Linked DNA regions of Mus musculus: regions 1 and 3 are each linked to region 2. The links are chromatin contacts, called in public HiChIP or PLAC-seq and promoter capture Hi-C maps. All regions are on one chromosome and are shown on one strand. The core of a region is the stretch at or near the end of the contact, and the rest is flanking DNA. Distances in the headings are between cores, read along the strand shown.

Region 1 (4,116 bases), core at 1,438-3,937, 82 kb after region 2:
TCCGTAGTTAAAGGCCCTTCCATCAAGCCTTAGGACTTGAGTTCCATCCCCGGAACCCACAAGGTTAAAGTAGAGAACAGACTTCTGCACGTTTTCCTCTGACCTCCACACATGTGTCATGGTATATACACAAACACCCAAAAATAAATGAATAAAATCTGATAGCAATTTAAAAAAAAATCACTGTTGTATCTATTTTCTTTATCTACATTATAAAAATACAACCCAGCCATAGAACTAATGCAGTCAGGAGGATCTTCCTGAGACTAAAGACTACCAAAGGCAGCCCAAGGTGTGTTGGGAAACTTTAGTACAGAAATGGTCAGGAATGACTGCTGTGCTGAGGGTTACAAGATCTCACATTTTTGGCATTCCTGAACTTAATGAAACATACCAGCAAGTTGTACTTGACTCAAGAGTGAAACTGGAGTGAGAGCGCCACATAGCTGATATGCTCCATCTGGAGAGTGACAACAGTTTGATCATGCCATGTCTTGAAACCATGAGAATTAAAACTAACTAAAGAGACAAGAGGCTGAGAGAAACACGGGGAGGGGCATAGAACCTGTAATGCAACTTTAGAGACAGGCAGAAGCCAGGGACAGAGACGGATGGTGTGAGAAGGAAACCAGCCATGGAAATGGATGTGAACAAGGAGAACCAGAGAAAAAACTCAGAGCCCCAGACCTGGGGACTCTCACCTCACTGACTGGTACCAGAGTGCTGCCAACTTTCAGCTCCTGAGGACTGACTGCACGAGGCCCAGGCTGTCTTCTCATTTCCCATTGTAATGTAAACAATGTGCCACCCACCACTTATAGGAAACTAACATACTTTCCTTGTCACCTAAAATCAACAAGTAAAACACCCAGCCATAAGCAACACAGGAGTTGTTCTCAAGGGAATTCTTAGCATTAGGGCAGGATCCTTCAAATGTAGATAAAATGAACTGCTTTGCCATTATAAAGTTTTTCTAAGTTGACTTTATGAAAATATAATTCAATGCAACACAGAAAACTTGGAAATTACCAAAAAAATCTTGAAGTAAAAAACAAACAAACAAACAAACAAACAACCACCACCACCACCACAACAAGCCCACATATAGTCCCCAGATCTTGCCAGTCTTGGTTTTAGCAGAAGAAAGCAGGTGTTGGCTGCTAGGAGGAACTAGCTGGTCCACTGAATACAGCTGAACTTGGTTAAACTGGATTTTCTAATTATCTTATTGAAATAGAACTGTGCTGTGTGTTTTAAAGTGATCAAAGGACTTTTATTATGTAAGAGCAAGGAGAGAGGTCATGGCAGCACTGCTGATTTTAATTCAGTAACTTTTAAAAAGATCACAGGAGGTAAAGTAAAAGATGCTCTCTGATTATAATGTTTTCCTACTTTCTTAGTGTGCTAGTTTGTGTTTAAAAAGGGTTCTCACACCTTAAATACTGCATTCTATTGAGCATTATAGTTAAGAACACTGTTAAACTATATCAACAGTCTACCATTATATCCGTTTTATAGTCAGACACATGAATTATTTTTTAATTTTTCACAGTTATGATATTGACATGAACATAGTTTAAAACTGATCTTGGGCATGTTTCTCATAATTTCCTTGGAATAACTTTCTTTGAAGTAGATTTGGCAAGCCAAAGAAGGGACTTGTTTTAGTTGCTTATGAAACACGTCATCAAATCACTGTGGAGAAAGATCGTATCAAGTCTGTCTCTACGCAAGGGCCCTTTTCCCATCTTAGTTATTACTGTCCTATTTTAAAAATTAATTTGTGTGGGTGTCTTGCTTGCATGTATATCTGTGCACTTGAGTGTTCAGTACCTACAAAGACCAGAAAAGGACATCAGACTCTCGAGCTGGAGCTACAGACGGTTGTGAGCGGCCACATGGGTACTGGGAACTGAAGTCCTCTGAGAGCAATGAGTGATCTTAAGCCCTCTCTAGACCACCAGTTGCTGCATTCTTCTAATTTTCTTCTTATCAGATAAACCCAAAGACAAAGTTTGTCTGTCCTTTAGTATGGCCTTAGAAAAGAGTTGAACATTATTTCATGAGCTCTTGGGTCTGAGTCTTTCCTCAAGTGTCGACTCAGGAGTCTCTGTTATGGTGCCTCTGTTCAGGACCTGTGCTTGCTATTTTAATCCAATAGTATCACTGGTAATATTGGTCCTTTGATATTCCAGATAGAGCACCAAGAGCACACACAGCAGGGTTGGCCACACCTGATATTTGCTGAGAGTAGTTCATGGGTGGGTCCAAGTATCCGTGCCCTAGCCACTGGAGCATGCCGCAGACCTGTGCTGAATGTCGCATTCAGTCCACTTAATTTGTATGCTTCCTTGCCTTTCCCTGTTCAAGCCACCATGCTAAGTACGAGGAAAGGCTTCATGTGGTCCAGCTCTGCAGACGATACTATCAGGACACTCTCACCAACCAAGATTGCCATCTCTTTGCAGCTTGTTGTCCCAGACAAGCGTGGGAGTATAAAGCTGTCTGAGCGGATGGGAGGATGCAGCATCTGAGTGCTGGGGACACTCATGGGCCTGGCACTAGTCCCTTTGTGACTTGGACTGATCAAATAACTTCTGTCTCGTTTTCCTCCTCACCTCTGGGACTCCTCTTTGTACCCAGCCCTGCTTGCTTATCTGAACTTGTTTGCCTTTATTCTCTCATTTAAACCCTGTTTGCCAACCATTCTGAGGACTTCGTCATGCCCTCTGGGCTATTCTCCAAGTTTCTCTCTCTCTCTCTCTCTTTTTTTTTTTGCTTGTGATGCCCTTTTCATGAATTCCTTTGTTCCATGACCTGACTCAGTGCTGGCACCTAGCTAAAGTTTTTAAAAATGTCTTTTCAGCTAGGGAGAAAAGCCATTTCAACCACAATGAGCTTTAACATTCCTAATGATGGTACGAAGACACTGAGAAATTGAATATCTATTGGTGGATAAAGATGGGTATAACCTGTCATGTATAGGAGAAAGCCAAGACTCTTGATTTAGGGTCACAAAGGAGGATAGGATTCATTCTTGCTAATATGAAGATGGTCCTTTCAAGGCAGAAGCAGTCTTACTGGTGTCTGAACTCAGTTAGAGGAAGCATCTGAAACTGCCTGTGGTTGCCAGCCATGATATTCACTCACAGTGATTGCAAAGTATTTTAGTTGTCCTGTCAACCACTCACTCATAGGAGATCCCCAGCATTCTGAAAATTGCTTTCTGGAGCAACTGAGTCAACAGAAAGCCAGAAATTGGAGAAAGATGCTACAAAACCTCTAACATGTGGGAAGTGTGTCAGAGGTTACTGAATTTCTATTTAAAATTTACAGAGTTGAAACAAAAAAAATGAAACAATCCACTCATTCTTTATGTGTCAACTGGTTGGAAATTAGTGAACATTTAATAATAGTCACCGAAGGTGGGTGGGATACAGGGAAGCCAGGAGGAGAGAGAGAGTCAGGCAGGGCAGAGGCTCTGGAGAGGAGGAGACAGCAGTTCCCACAGAGCAAGCACTAAGTCTTTCGTTTAGGGTTTCAATTTCTGATAGGAACATGAATGGTTTTTCTGAAGTGAAGATTACATATTCTAACTATGAATTATAATTTGATAAGTGTGATATTCTATTCAGTTGGAAGAGCAACAAGCCATAATTAGTAATCATTTTCTCTAGCCACATTCTACATATCCACACCAGAGCTGAGCCCGCATGGCTGGCCTCTCTGCAAAGACTTTTCTTATAAGCTTAGTTCCATCCACGTTTCTCTGCGTCCTTGGCCCTGCATCACCACGGTCTGTACTACTCTCCAGTCATGAGCAGTTCAATCCTATATAAATTGTCAAAGGGCAGAGCATCATCAGACTTTTAAAAGTAGCCTTGGGTATGTAGTGAGTTCTAGGACAGCCTGGGTTACAGAGTGAGACAAAAACAAACAAACAAACAAACAAACAAGAGAGGGAGAGAAATTTCTTAAATTTTTATGGTCTGTCTCCCAAATACATTACACATTTCTTCAACCCTGGATTTTACATTAACAATAATAGGTTACATACCTTTTATAAATATAGGTCCTCAAAATATTTATCAAGGACCTCATATTTTAATATGAGTA
Region 2 (3,962 bases), core at 818-3,317:
AAAAAAAAAAGATTTAAGTTCAAATTGTAAATAACTAGCCAGAGTTGAGCTCCATCTATGTCTTTAAAGTCTGTGACCTTTACATACTCTATTGTACGACTTAAACAGCTGTAGCCACAAGGTTTCCCAAGCCTCTAGCCTAGAACTGGGATTGGTTATAGACTTTAACTACATTGTCCATTTTATATATCATGCATTACTTTAAAAAAAAAAACATGAAGCTTGTACTATTAAGGGGTGAAACAAAAATCACTACTTGCACTTCAGTTTCTATTTGAACTGTAAAGAGTAGTAGAGAACTCAGGAGAGAGTCTAGTTCTTAGCCCCTTCCAAGGTTTCCAAAGCTGTGATGGGAGAGGTGGTGGATGTCAAGTTGTTCTACTGTGAGGGTGTTCTGGGGACGTATGCTGAGTTGATTCTTGTGTTAGCATATGAGATAAAAGTGAATTGAGGGGTTGGAGAGAAAGCTCACTGAGTAACTTCTTGCTCTGCCAGCGTGACAATCTCAGTTTGAATGCCTACACACATACACACAGGTAAATGTAAAGACTTTTTTTTTTTTTTGAAATCTCCAGCAATTAACTGTTGCGTTGCACTTGAGCTGATAATTGAACCTACATGGTGGGAAGAGGAAGGGCCGGAGCTGTAGCTCAGGGAAAGAGTGTTTGCCTGACACTTCCAGAAGAATCGCAAAACAACAGCAATAACAATAACGATAAGGAAGAGACTAGGGGTTAACCTTGCCCAGCTTCTCTCAAGTTCTGAGGCTATAAGACTGGCCCTAAGAGTATTTGCATTGTGAAAACTATCAAATGTTTTAAATCGGTATTTATGACTTTTTCTAGTTGACTTAAGATTTAAGGATCTATGGCGATGTGTTAATGATGCAAATTAAAGGTGTAGCGTGTGCATTGCCATTCTGTCGTGACTAGCACAGCAACGCAGAAACGATCCCGAGGAACAAAGGCACTTCGTGAAAGGAGAAAGAAGACCAAAAAGCCTTGGCACGTTCAACTATACTAAATGTTGCTAGTGTACTAAATGGCAGGTCAGGTAAATGTGCATGAGTACAGTCAAAAATGAGAGAGAGAGACCTAACTGCTGATTACCAGCAGTGGAGCCGCAGAGCAAAAGACCGAGGTTGTTGAGGAATTGACAAAGTAGGCTCTGGGCTGTTATGTGGAAGCAGGGACACAGTAGCCAGAAGATGAGGCTGGACTCAAGAGGGCTTGTCTTTTTTAAATATGAGGCACTAAAACGTGAAAATATTGTTAGAGAAGGAGAGATGAAAGGCGCAGGAGAGGGTAAAGGAAACTTATGATTCAGAGCAGAACCGTTTGCTATGAGGCTTCAAACCACGTGGGAAATACTTCAATTCTAAGACCCAAGGAGCACAAGGAAACCATTGCTTAAGTCAGGACTTTACTACACCCAGGTGCGAACTGCCAATTAGGAGAGGACTACCAGCCAGTCTCAAACCAATAGCCCTGTGCTGGGATTCAGAGGGAGCCCTGCAAGTGGACACCCTTGTCCTGTGGTTTCCTCCAACTCCAAACCCGTATTCCCGTTCTCTTTACTAAATTTTATTTTTTTCAGCAAATGTGTCTTCACGATTTTGCTATTCCTCTTTACCTATACATCTTGATACTGAGGGACAAGACAGAAATCCTAAGCATGTACCCTTTAGAATGCTCCCTCCATCTCTAAATATTTTAGGGAGAAAAATCTAAAACCACATACTGCATTTAACAGGGTGGAGGAAACCCAATGCGAGAGGTGGGTTAGCAATATCCCCGAAGCTGCAGCTCCTGAGTTAGGGCGAGGCTGGAGTGGGGGTTGGTGAGGTAGAGGAAAGCTTTTCCATCACAGCAGAGCAACTGTGCCAGGAGAGGGGTTTGGGGAACAGAGCATGGAGAAGGATGGTAGCATACTAAGATCGTGAGTATTTAGCGTCTTTCAGCAGGCCAAGATCAAACCAGACACCAGAGCAGAAAGGAGCTGGGGAGGGAACATGTCCCTTGACTTGCCAATCTCTGTCGCTCTCCGCTGTTTCCTTGGTAACGACTTAGTCAGTCGGAAATGACTTAATAGCTCCTTCCCTAGCAACCTTCTTAGGCCCCGCCCCCAACCCTGACCATTCTCACTTTGATGTTTGTTCTGGTAGAAATCTCGCTCTCTTCCAGTCTCAGTGCCATAGAGGCAGAGGACTTGAGAAAGGAACTCAGAGAGATCTCGGGCATGTGACGGGCCTTGCTGAAGGCCTAAGTAACATGAGGTCTCAGACTAACGCTATTTCTAAATTTAAGCTCCTTAGCCTGACACGGGTTTTAAATAGAGGACTTCACAGAACCCGAAAGCACACTGCATATTTAATGCATGCTTTATTGACTTGAATGTTGAATATCCTGCACGCCGACATTACCTCAATGTCAGAGTGTAACAATGTAAAATGAAGAGTATTCAGACCTGCCCAGTTCTATGTTCTTGCATGGAACATAATTTGTGAGGAAGATGAACTTCTAGGAAAATATTTTCCTTACATACTAAATGCATTTTTACGGGGGGTGGGGGCGGAATCTCTGTAGGAAATTCGGTGACAAAGTGAATGTCAAGACCTTCAAAATTATCACAGTTTCCATAAACAGGGCCTTGGGCTTTGGTTCTCCTTCAAGACACTGTGGCCATGCGTAGAGAGAATACTTGTGTGTTGTATGGATGCATCACCTGTCAATTAAAAAGTCTGTGGCCTATGGCTTAGGCAGGAAATGGGAGGTGGAACATCCAGGAGGCAGAAAGGATTCTGGGATAGAGTCCCAAGGGAGAATAGCCCGGGAAGATGTGAGGAGACCGACTCATGGTGCCTGAGCATTGATAGCCAGCCATGTGGCAAAATGTAGGTTAAAATAATGGGTTTATGTCGATTATGTAAGTTATGATCTAGTCAGAGAAAACCCTGGCTTTATGGCCAAGGTATTTGTAAATATATTTTGAGTCTAAGTCTTATTCCTGGGAGCATGAAGCTGGGAGTCAGAACCAGCCACGTGTTAGCACACAGATAGGAGTAAATTTTTTTTTTTTCGAGACAGGGTTTCTCTGTGTAGTTTTGGCTGCCCTGGAACTCACTTTGTAAAAAAAAAAAAAAAAAAAAAAAAAAAAAAAAAAAAGGATTAATTTTCTTGTTTTTGTTTAAATTTTTTTTCCATAAGGGTTTTTTTTTTTTTTTTCCAAGGCAGGGTTTCTCCATGTAGTCCTGGCTGTCTTGGAACTGCAAGGGGAATTGGGGGCAGGGCACAGACCCTCTCCAGCGTTGCAGACTGGGTGTTTTAGGCAAGGGATTGTGGGCTGTGGTTAGGACTTTCCCTCAATCAGCCACAGTCGAGATTTTAACATGTCTTAAAATTTGGGATTATAGTCAGGCATGGTGGCACATGCCTTTAATCCCAGGCAGAGGCAGGCCAATTTCTGAGTTCGAGGGCAGCCTGATCTACAAAGTGAGTTCCAGGACAGCCAGGGCTATACAAAGAAACCCTGAAAAAACAAAACAAACAAACAACAACAACAACAAAAACCTCAATGCTGGGGCTGGCGAGATGGCTCAGTGATTAAAAGCGCAGACTGCTCTTCCGAAGGTCCTGAGTTCAAATTCCAGCAACCATATGGTGGCTCACAACCATCTGTAACGAAATCTGATGCCCTCTTCTGGAGTGTCTGAAGACAGAAACAGTGTACTTACATAATAATAATAATAGTACAAAATTGGGATTATAATACTTCAGTTGTAGGACATTTACCCAGAAGGCATGAACCCCCATGCTCTTCCACTGAGAAAGCAAACAATCAAACTCGGATCACAAATCGAAGAAAGTTGAGAAAAGGCGCGCCTGGTGGAGAACTCACCCAGTGATTCTCGGGGCCGCTGTGCTTCCTCTTCAGGCCCCGATGACTAGGCCAAAACTGCTTAA
Region 3 (4,331 bases), core at 1,524-4,023, 100 kb before region 2:
GCATAATTTGCTTAAAGGGCATACTAGTTTGTTAATCTGTATCTTCCACAAAGTGGTCTGTTATGTAAATAACGAAATTGAAAAACACTTATAAACTCACAAAGGAGTGAAATGAGCAGCCCTAGAAAATGACCCAAGAAACCAGGTGGGGGCAGTGTGGCTGTTGCCCTGTCACTGCCACTTACTAATGGGGCTTTGTCAGCTGGAGCTAGCTTTGCTCTAACATGATTCAGTTTTCTTGGAATGTTATTGATTTGTCTACTTGCTTGCTTGCTTATTTATTTATGTATTTATTTAATTTGGTTGGCTGGTTGGTTTTTCAAGATATGGTTTCTCTGTAGTACCCTTGGCTATCCTGAAACTTACTCTGTAGACCACCAGCTTCTGCCTCCCAAGTGCTGGGATTAAAGGTATGTGCACCACCACTGGGTATTCTTGCCTGTTTTTAGCATATTGGTTATATTTCTACAGTGATCTTTGAGCTAGTTTTAAAGCATGACCTAGAGTATCCCAGCTTTAACTCTGTTGGATTTTTATTTCTCCATATTTACGGAAACTTGTTCTTCCAGGGGTAATTCCAAACTCCATAGGTTTATTTATATCTAATACTGTCTTTTTAAATTTATGATTTATTTTTAAGATTACAAGTTCTGAAACCCTTGTCCGGTGTTCAAGTCTTTTGGTGGGTGTTCTTGGCTGCTATTGTTACATGGGTATAATAACTGAAGACGAAGCCCATAAATCAGAATTATTCCAGAAAGCCAAGGTAGGAAAACTTACTCTGATGAAGGTTTAGATGCATTTAAGTGAACTGACATCCTGGAAAAATTATGTGAAATAAATTTTTTGTATAAGTTGAATGTCCCTAATCTGAAAATAGGGAATCTCAAATACTTTATAGAGTTGTAAAGTTTTAGTTACAGCACAACCATAAAGGTGAACATTTCCACATCTGTCCTCATACAGTCAAAATGTAGACGTGGGTCACCATCAGGCATGTACGAGACAGACGCTGTCTTTAGTTTTCTGGTGCTATGATAAAGACCGCGATCAAAAGCCTCCCCGGGGAGGAAAGGTTTATCTGGTTTACCCTTCAGGATCGTAGAACATCATAGAGGGCAGCCACGGTAGCATCCTGGAGGTGGAAAGCAGAGGCCATGGAGGAATGCTGTATGTATATTGGCTTGCTCCCCCACTTTGGTTTTTTACCTCAGGATCTGCCCATGGATGGCACTGCCTACAGAGGACCCTCCTACAGCAATGATCAATCAAGTCCCTACAAGCTTGTCTATCAACCAGTTTCTCAATTAAGGTTCTCTGTTCTCATATGAGTAGTTTGTGTCAAGTTGAAAAAAAAATATAACCAACGCAGAGTTGATGAAACAAATGAGTTTTGTATTTAGATTTGGGATAGCCCAAAGAGACCACGTTGTTATGTGTCTATAAATATTCCAGATTCTGAAACATTTTTGTTCTCTGTATTTTAGATATGCTCAATATGTATAGATTAACTTTTTTCTTTCACAGTCTAAAATAAATACTGTGCCCTTCCTTAGAATATGAAATTATTACAAGCCAGTAATTAATACATATGGTAAATGATCTCATATCACAATGTAACCTTATTAGAATACTGGTTTTTGAGGTAGGGTCCCTAACTGTCTTGGAACTTGCAGAATGTTTGCCTTGGACCTCCTAAATTCTGGGGTTGAAAGTGTGTACTACCATCCTTAGCTATACATATTGATTTTTATCTGTACTCTTAAAATTTTTCCCTCAGATAATCTATAATAAGGAACTCTTTATTGAGTATATTATTCAAGTATTTTCTAAGCTTAAAACTTTGTTTATCTCCATTTATTTATGTATTTATTTATTTTTGAGACAAGGTTTCTTTGTGTAACCCTCACTGTCTTGGAACTCGGAACTCACCCTGTAGACTAGGCTACTACTCAGAGAAATCCTCCTGCCTCTGCCTCCCCAGCGGAAGAATCAAAGCCATGGGCCACCACTGCCTAGCTTAAAGCTTTCTTCATCTCTCAACACTAGTGTATCAGTGTTGGGATTGCAAAGGAAACAGGATGTTAAGATTGTGGTGGGATTTTTGTTGTAGTTAATTTTGCTGAGACAAAGTCTTACTTTATAGTCCAACCTGGCCGGGAACTTAATGTCCTTTATACTCTCTGAGCACTAAGATTACAGGTTCATTGCCACACATAGCTTAGATTTGCCATTTTCTTTTTGGATGTTTGTCACTTGTAATCTTATTGCATGACAATGTGCCCTTTTTTTCCCTTGGTAGTCTGTTGCGTGTAGCTTTTGCTACCCCGCCTAAGCTCTTGAAGCAGGCTGAGCTACCAGCTCCCACTCAGCTTCCCTTGAATCTAAGGATAAAAGACACACACACACACACACACACACACACACACACACACACACACACACACACACACACACACACACACACACACACACACAGTTCAACTTGCCCTTTGACACAATTGCTGGGCGTTACTACCTCCCGCCTGGAAAAGCTCCACACCTCCCACCTGGCCTAAACTTTACTCAGTTACATCTAGACCCTGCTAAACTCCCCTGACCACCCACCTGTTTGGAGCGGCATGTGTGGCCACTCCGTTTAGAGATTGTACATTGCTGGTCTACTTTTCTCAGAAGCATGGCCAACTCTTGTCTCTTCTCTCCTTGAGTCTCTCCCTTTCCTTCAGGGACCCGGAGGTCCCGCCTCTTCCTTCTGTCCAGCAATTGGCCCATGGCTTCTTTACTGACATATCAAGAACCAATTGGGGAACAGGATCAGAACTAGCATCAGAACTAGCCCTACCGGAGTCAGGGTTTAGCCCAAGCATCAGCCTTTCTTAAATGCTAGTGTCAGCCCAAGTCCCAGTTTCATATTCAGTTTGTAAATATATTGAATTTTTGTCCTTAAATGAAATTTCAAAAATAGCAATGCGAAGTTGTTATTTCAACTGGAATTTGTCTTCTTTTTATCTTCTGTTCTAAATAGTCTCTGATGCAATGTGCAGGAGAAAGTATCTCTCTGTTTAAAAATAAAACAAATGAGGAATCAAGAATTGGTTCATTGAGAAATGTGATGCATCTGTGTACAAGTTGCTTGTGTATACATACCAAGGTAAGAGTGACTTCTTAGTAGTATAGCCTATTCATGGGACATATTATTTAGTGGTGTTGAGTTTTTGGTCCATTTATAAGTTTATATGCTGATCTAAAATTAAATTGAATAATAAAGAAGAACATTCAGAGAATATTGGTTTCTCATGAAACAATTTCATAACTTTGATTTTTTTATCATTACATACACACACACACACACACACACACACACACACACACGCACGCACGCACGCATAGATGAGTCTTTTATTGTGAGTATACTTTCATTAATTTGTTGATTATTAAGAAGTATGTTTTTTTTTTTCCCATAACAACTATACCACAGGAGATGAGTGCCACAAAGATAAATAATGCCATCCTAGGATGGAGCTTATTCTGTAGAGCGCCAACAAAGATAAATGACACAAGTACAAATGCTACTTCCTTTAACCCATATCATCATAGGTAACATTTGGTAGAAAAAGTGCCTCTGTTAGTCATCCTTTTTTGGTTTTGCCTGGTGGAGTAACTAAACCATGCTAGAGTGTTACCAGCAATTGGAACAGTATTTGGAAGCTGGTATGCAAGCAGCTTGCTCTTCATAAAGTATGGTTTTGTTTTCCATTATCTTTCCTGTATTTATATAAGTGTAGAAGGCATGAAAGGACAGAATAAACCTCACAGTTAATTGCTTATTATGTTTAGGATCAGTAGCTGGTACTTTAGTGATGCATAAACACAAAGATATTTACTTTGTTTATATTTCCTTAAGGAAAGTAGTTAGGCTGTAGTTGCTATTCTGGTTACTTCCTAGTTTACTGCCCTCTTGAATGGACTTAATAAGTCCTATTCTTAAAAAACAGAAAGAAAGAAAGAAAGAAAGAAAGAAAGAAAGAAAGAAAGAAAGAAAGAGGGAAAGAAAGAAAGAAAGAAAGAAAGAAAGAAGAGGGAAAGGCAAGGCAAAGGAAGGAAGGAAGATAGATAGATAGATAGATAGATAGATAGATAGATAGATAGATAGATAGATGGTGGTGTATCTTAACTTAGAACTTGACCTCAGTTCTGAACTCCTATCTACATCTCATTCAAGGTAGAGAAAATGGTACTACGAAAACTATGTATTTGTTTTATTGTTCACTGCTTATATCTGTTTTCAAATTACAGCATACGCCAAACAAGATTGCCTCTGGCTTTTTCCT

What was found. Promoter capture Hi-C pulls out the DNA fragments that hold promoters and counts their contacts. HiChIP or PLAC-seq counts read pairs in DNA pulled down with a chosen protein or histone mark.
Region 1: a contact with region 2 is called in a promoter capture Hi-C map of liver. The contact joins the enhancer-like site here to the promoter of 4930550C14Rik in region 2. A contact is called at or near these places in 1 of 39 promoter capture datasets (liver), 18 of 484 Hi-C or Micro-C datasets (the AML12 cell line, CD8 T cells, the HL-1 cell line and 8 more), 4 of 115 datasets of contacts at active chromatin or transcription factors (embryonic stem cells, hepatocytes and pancreatic cancer cells) and 3 of 9 other capture datasets (adipose tissue, liver and pancreatic islet).
Region 3: an RNA polymerase II HiChIP or PLAC-seq map of embryonic stem cells shows a contact between it and region 2, with 13 read pairs. The contact joins the enhancer-like site here to the promoter of 4930550C14Rik in region 2. A contact is called at or near these places in 3 of 484 Hi-C or Micro-C datasets (Th1 cells, embryonic stem cells and nephron progenitors), 3 of 115 datasets of contacts at active chromatin or transcription factors (CD8 T cells and embryonic stem cells) and 1 of 9 other capture datasets (adipose tissue).

Annotation. Positions count from the first base shown.
Region 1 is chr9:53,322,187-53,326,302 of GRCm38.p6, reverse strand. The region is part of intron 1 of Exph5 (exophilin 5); the gene reads right to left. Among named protein-coding and RNA genes, the nearest start is that of Exph5, 23 kb to the right of the region's middle. Within about 2 kb of position 2,687, at least 22 of the 459 cell types and tissues checked have an H3K27ac peak or open chromatin away from gene starts, as enhancers often do. A contact at or near this core is called in the AML12 cell line, colorectal tumor organoids, hepatocytes and 3 more, where this site is marked.
Region 2 is chr9:53,403,391-53,407,352 of GRCm38.p6, reverse strand. 4930550C14Rik (RIKEN cDNA 4930550C14 gene) reads right to left here and starts at 2,067. Exons shown (of 9, transcript NM_001376944.1): 1 at 1,741-2,067.
Region 3 is chr9:53,506,598-53,510,928 of GRCm38.p6, reverse strand. It overlaps Atm (ataxia telangiectasia mutated), which reads left to right. Exons shown (of 63, transcript NM_007499.3): 14 at 641-766; 15 at 3,026-3,151; 16 at 4,297-4,331. Among named protein-coding and RNA genes, the nearest start is that of Atm, 28 kb to the left of the region's middle. Within about 2 kb of position 2,773, at least 32 of the 459 cell types and tissues checked have an H3K27ac peak or open chromatin away from gene starts, as enhancers often do. A contact at or near this core is called in embryonic stem cells, where this site is marked.